Linked DNA regions of Sus scrofa: region 2 is linked to region 1. The links are chromatin contacts, called in public Hi-C maps. All regions are on one chromosome and are shown on one strand. The core of a region is the stretch at or near the end of the contact, and the rest is flanking DNA. Distances in the headings are between cores, read along the strand shown. Region 1 has its middle 41 kb from the start of GYG2. Region 2 holds the start of LOC100624032 (arylsulfatase D).

Region 1 (2,905 bases), core at 165-2,664:
TGTAGCCGAGCGTCTGTGGCGCATCTGGGGAGACACGCTCTTGTTGGTGTGCTGTTGGCGGGAAGCTGATGATGGGCGTCTGGCCACGGGGCCACTTGAGGCATCATGGCCTTGGAAGGACCCTGTCGGTGTCACAGGACGTGGTATCTCTGGTCCGGGGCTTCTCCGGAAGGCTCCGTGCCCTGGGCTGTGGAGCACGTGGCTTCTGAAGAACGGCTTCAGCCTCTGGTCCTCCAGCAGGACCGCACCTGCAGCCGTCAGGGCTTCATCCTCTCTGTCCCTTCCAGTGGCCGTCACCCTTCCCCCCAAGCTGACCTCCGTTCAGTATCTCTCTGTGGGTGGGTGAAGGGTCTTGCGTCTTCTCTGGGGAGGTGTCCCCTGCTCCCGCTCCGAGGACCTGATGCTGCTTGTTGGGCAACCTCACCTTTGTATGGACAGCCCGCACTCCTGGACATTTTGCCACCCTGTGACGCAACCGTTGGGACCTTTTCAGTGGGTGAAACGTGTCCTCTGTCTCAGGAGGGGACTGTATGGCCGACGCCACGTGCTTACCTGGATTGCTCATGGTGGGATGCGGGATGCAGGATGGGAGGTGGTACAGAGATGAAGGGACAATTGAAGAGCGTGCGTGGTGAGGAGGTTAGACCGTGTGTGGGAGGCGGGTGGGGATTGGCTCAGATGCCTGCTGCCACCAGCCCCGTCCGGGACCAGAATGCACATGAGAGGAACCCAGCCTGGGGTCCCCCTGCCTTTGACTGCCCTTTTTAAAATCATTTTTATTATAGTTGACTTACAATGTTGTATCAATTTCTGCTGTACAGCAAAGTGACCCAGTCTACACACACACACACACACACACACACACACACACACACACACACACACACACACACACACCGGTTCTTATATTCTCTTCCATCCTGGTCCATCCCAAGAGATTGGATAGAGTTCCCTGTGCTGGACAGCAGGACCACATGGCTCATCCATTCTCAGTGTCATAGTTTGCCTCTGTGAACCCCAACCTCCCCGTCCATCCCACTCCCTCCCCCTACCCCCTGACGACCACAGGTCTCTCCGTGTCTGTGAGTCTGTATCGGTTCTGTAGATAGGCTCATTTGTGCCATATATAGTTTTTGAGATTTGACAGCATATTTATAATCGCAGATAGTATCATTCTAGTGAAAACATGGGGTTTATCATAAAAGATGGAAAATAGATAGCAACATCCACTTTGATACAGGCCTTGGTTTTTTCGATATATGCAGTCATGTGTGCCTTATTTTAGATTCCACCTGTAAGTGGCATCATGTGGTGTTTGTCTTTCTCTTTCTGACTTACTTCCCTGGGTATGATCATATCTGGTTGCACCCTTGGAAAACTAAATATAGAACTACCACACGACCCAGCTGTCCCACTCCTGGGCATCCATCCAGACTCTAACTGCGTTTCCAAAAGATCCCGCACCCATGTGTTCATGGCAGCACGATTCACAGCAGCCAAGGCAGGGAAACAACCTCAATGTCCTTTGACAGAGGCATGGATTTAAAGAAGACGTGGTCTCATGTACACAATGGAATATTACTCAGCCGTCAACTAAAACGAGAGGACATCTTAAAAGTTCTCCTCACCAAAAAGAAGGGGCATCTGTCTAACCTGATGTAGGCGTTTGCCGACACTGTGAGGGTGGCCGTTTGGCAAGACATGTAAAGCTATGAAGTCACCATGTTGCAACCTTCAGCTCCCACCATTGATTAGGTCTCCATAAAGCTGGGGACGAAGAAAAATCACACGCCTTGGTGACTGGGTCCCTCAGCCGAGGTGGCCTCCAGTCCCAGGCTGTACAGTATACACATGGCTTTCCTGGGTGGGGCTGGCTAAATCTGCCAGCCTATTGCTGCTTGTTATGCAAGTAATTTTTCTGGAAGGCCACTCCTTAGGATCAACGAGGGCACAAAAACAGGTCTCTGGCCAAGGGCTCTGTAGGAAACGTGGAAGGACATGCCCTTTTAGGGCAGTTTCTCAAGGAGAATTTTACCCACTCCCCCCGCCTTTTCTGGTAAGTTTTTGGAATGACTCAGGTCCCAATTCATCCAAGAACTATTTTTTGATCAGTCACTGGGCAAGGAATTAGGAACCACCACAAAATATTTGTAAAAATATAACCATGGCAGCTTTGGGAGAAGATGATGGGAGAACAAGTCAGGAAGAAACGCCTGTATTGCTTTGTTTTCAAAGCCATTTGGTCTGACAGGGTGTCCTTCGAAGACACAGAAGAGACCCAGGCACAGAGGAGAAGCCACGGGGAGGGTCTGAGAGGAGGTCCTCCTGCATGGGGGGGCCCCCCATCCAAGGACAGTGTCCTCCTAAAAGACAGAAGAGACCCAGACACAGAGGAGAAGCCACGGGAAGATGGAGACAGAGATGGGAGGGAGGTGGCCACCAGCCCAGGGCCGCCTGGAGCCCCCAGAAGCTGGAAGAGGCAGGAAGGACCCTCCCCTGGAGCCTCTGGAGGGAGGAAGCATGGCCCTGGGACCCCTCGATCTTGAAAGTCTGGTCTCCAGGACTGAGAAAGGATAATTTTCATTGTTTTAAGCCACCTGGTTTGTGGTCATTTGTTACCACCACCCCAGGAAACTCAAACACACACTGTCTGTAAGCTTGTGTAAATCTTAGTTTTTCCTCAAGACTCTTCACCTCTGGCATCCTCTGGAAAGCCTTTCATAGACTTCCAAGGCTTCAAGAGTGGGCAAAGACCAGGAGAGGAAACCCCCAGGATTGGGGACCAGCTGCATTCCGAGTGTTTTAATCTTCCAATACCCCCGGCGTGCACACCTACTCTTCTCCATGACGAAGGCAAGGGTTTAGCCAAGCACAGAGGCAATGCCTGGGAGAAAGGCCGGTCTTT
Region 2 (3,024 bases), core at 137-2,636, 33 kb after region 1:
CCCAAGGGCTGGCGTAAGAACGCGCGCCGCAGAAAACTTGGAACGGCCAGTTTTGTGTTTTGAAAGTCACAGTCGGCCAAAATTCGGAATGAAGCCACTTGAGTTAAGCCCTCACTGAAGGACGGGCTGCGACAGGCAGGCAGTGCCCGTTTTTCCGGGTGTCCTGAACGCGCCTTCCGCCCCCGGAGCCCCGGCGCCGCCACGGGGGAGGCGGGCCCGGGTCGGAGCAGAGGGGGGCCTACATTTTTAAAGGATACGCGTGGGAGGACAAGGACCCTAGACAGGACGCGGCGAGGGCACAGCTGTTTGGACCAAACGGTCACAGCTCGGATTTGAAAGGCCCGTGACTCGCGAGGGCTGGGGCCCCGCGCCGGTGCGTCACGGAGGTTTGGGGCGGCCCGGGGGTGGACCCCTGGCTCTCCCAGTCCCGTCACCTGGAGGGACGCGGGCCCGAGGCGCTCCGATCCCGGTTTCCGGGCTGGAAGCTCCAGGGGGTCCCGGGGCCGCCAGCAGGGCTGCCCCGTGCGCCCGCAGTCCGGAGACTGGGGTAGGGAGTGGTCTCCTGCGCTCCTGGGATAGGGTCCCGGACTGGGGTGGGGACAGGTCGTGGCCGAAGAGCGGGAGGTGGCTCGGCGGAGCTGGGGGCGAGGGTGGCGTGTGCACAGGACAGGACAGGGCTTATCTTAGTTTTGCCGGGAAGCGAGGGTTTCCAGGCTGCAGGCCGCGCTCGGGCTGGAGGGCCGGGGGCGGGGCGGGGCGGGGCGAAAAAGCCTTGGAAGGAGGACGTTGTGGCGTTTCCGGGTGGTAACGAGGAGGCGGCCACGTGGGTTCGGACAGGGCGCGTCTTAGTGCGTGGGGGAGGGGACACGGCCGCCCCCGGGACTCGGGGACGGGGAGGTTGCACGGGAAGTGCTTGGAGAGCCGGGGAGGGGCTCGGCCGCGCTCTGCCGGGGCGTGGCCTGCCAGGTCCCCTTCCTCCTCGCGGCCCTTCCCCCTCCTCCATAGGCCGTGTTCCCTTTCTCTCTACTCCTCGCTTCCCCCAGCCCCCTGTTTCGTTGGGGGAGTACTAACCCACCCAGAGCTTTCGCCTCGAGTGTGTCCAGGGCAGAGACCCGACCTCCAGCAGCGTTTTGGTGACACCAAGGCGCACGCACAGCCGGGCCTTCCCGGGGGCCCACGCTCGCTCTGGAGCTCCTCCCCCCAACTCCGCTCCCCCAGTCCCCTGATCGAGTGGGGACCGTGTCCCAGGGTCCCGCGCACCTCGCGGCGGGCGCAGCGCGTCTCCTTGGAGCGGTGGGTCCCATGGCTGAGCGCGGCCCGGAGCGCCGGACCTTGCCCCGAGAGCCCTGTGTCCCGGACCCGCCCAGGGACTTGCGCGGCGATCGGGGGTGTGGAGGGACCTCCCTCTCTGATCCGCTTAAACTCCTGGGGCCTCCGGGGAACGGATCTGGCGCACAGGTTTCTCCGGGCGGGCACTTGCCGGCGGGCACTCCCAGGAGAGTGGGGCCCAGGAGGGGCTGATTAATCCCGCTTGGCCCGGGCGCGTAAACCCCCTCTCTTCACCCCTTGCCGCGCCGCGCCCCGCCCCGCGGCAGCTCCCTCTCTCCGTCTCACGGAGGAAGCGTTTTCGGACCTGCTTCCTGCAAACTGGCAACCGGGAAAAGAATTCAGATTCTAGAGGGTCCAGGATGCCAGGTTTCTCATCTGTGGTTCAAGAGAGGGGCGTTTAAAAATGAGCTAGCCTAGTTGGACCCTTACCAGGGGCTCTGGGGGTGGGGGGCGCCCTGCCTGGCGTGCTCGGGTCCCCTTAGCAGCTCACCCGTTCTTTTTTTTGACTTTTCTCATTTCTGCAGTTCTACCACATGGTCACGTGGAATCTGTGCTGACCAAAAGCCTAGGGCAGAGGAGAGGGGACTGCGCGGCCTTAAGACTAACCCCGAGGCCGAGGCGTTCCCATTGCGGCTCAGCGGTAATGAACCAGACTAGTTCCACGCGGAAGCGGGTTGGATGCCTGGCCTCGCTCAGTGGGTTAAGGATTTGGCGCTGCCATGGCTGTGGTTCAGGCCAGCAGCACCCCTAGCTTGGGAACCTCCATATGCCAAGGGTGTGGCCCTAAGACGACACACACACACACACACACCCCTAATCCTGAGAGTGTTGAAAACCCAGAGCCCTGAACCCCTCCACCCAAATTCACTGCGTCTTTTGGAGCAAAGACCTTTGCTTTTTTCTTGGCAAGTTCAAGTGGTTTATTTTTTTTGCGGTGATGCATTTAGCAGCATTCGTGCTTGGGCATCTGTATCGCTTCTGTCTTTGTCCTGGGTTATGGATTCTTTGAGAGGAGCCTTTCCAGTGCAGGACCTTACATCCCGGGGTTCTGAACTTAAGCAGATACTGAACAGCTAGAGAGCTTTGAGGCTTGGAGGGAGGGCAGGAAGCTGGTGTCCAGATGTAGATCCACATGAAGGCTGGTGAGGAGTCCCCGATGTGGCTCAGCGTGTTAAGAACCTGGCCTAGTGTCCGTGAGGATGTGGGTTCGATCCCTGGCCTCGCTCAGTGGGTTAAGGATCTGGCGTTGTTGCGAGCTCTGGGGTAGGTCATAGATGCAGCTCAGATCTGGTGTGGCTGTGGCTGGGGTGTAGACCTGCAGCTGCTGCTCCAGTTCAGCCCCTGGCCTGGGAACTTCCATATGCTGCAGGTGAAGCCCTAAAAAGAAAACAAACAAGAAAAAAAAGTGGGGTCCAGATTTGATCTTCAAAGAAATTCTGCATTGGAAGGAAGAAAACAAATAAGAAAAAAAGAGTTGGGTCCAGATTTGATCTTTGAAGACATTCAGCCTTGGAAGGAAGGGAGATTTCCCCAAACATGCCAAACAGGAGGCTGGCGGACACTCAGACAAAGCCTGCAAACAAAACTCATGCCTGCATGAGCCTTTAGGAAGAGGGATGGGGCCAGGGAGCCAGTGGCTCCAGAAGTACTATTTGGGGGAATTTGTGTAAGCAGGTAAGAATGACAGACAGGGGT

Evidence for each region. A called contact is a pair of places that touch in the nucleus more often than the background predicts.
Region 2: a Hi-C map of skeletal muscle shows a contact between it and region 1, with 3 times the contacts expected there. The contact joins the promoter of LOC100624032 here to the enhancer-like site in region 1. A contact is called at or near these places in 2 of 47 Hi-C or Micro-C datasets (embryonic fibroblasts and skeletal muscle) and 2 of 2 datasets of contacts at active chromatin or transcription factors (alveolar macrophages and skeletal muscle).

The regions. Positions count from the first base shown.
Region 1 is chrX:91,582-94,486 of Sscrofa11.1, forward strand. No RefSeq gene overlaps it. Among named protein-coding and RNA genes, the nearest start is that of GYG2, 41 kb to the left of the region's middle. Within about 2 kb of position 1,415, at least 11 of the 83 cell types and tissues checked have an H3K27ac peak or open chromatin away from gene starts, as enhancers often do. A contact at or near this core is called in embryonic fibroblasts and skeletal muscle, where this site is marked.
Region 2 is chrX:124,599-127,622 of Sscrofa11.1, forward strand. It overlaps LOC100624032 (arylsulfatase D), which reads right to left and starts at 1,387. Exons shown (of 10, transcript XM_021079791.1): 1 at 1,261-1,387. The coding sequence starts at 1,304. LOC110257664 (a long non-coding RNA gene) reads left to right here and starts at 1,614. Exons shown (of 5, transcript XR_002340588.1): 1 at 1,614-1,695; 2 at 1,854-1,969; 3 at 2,699-3,024.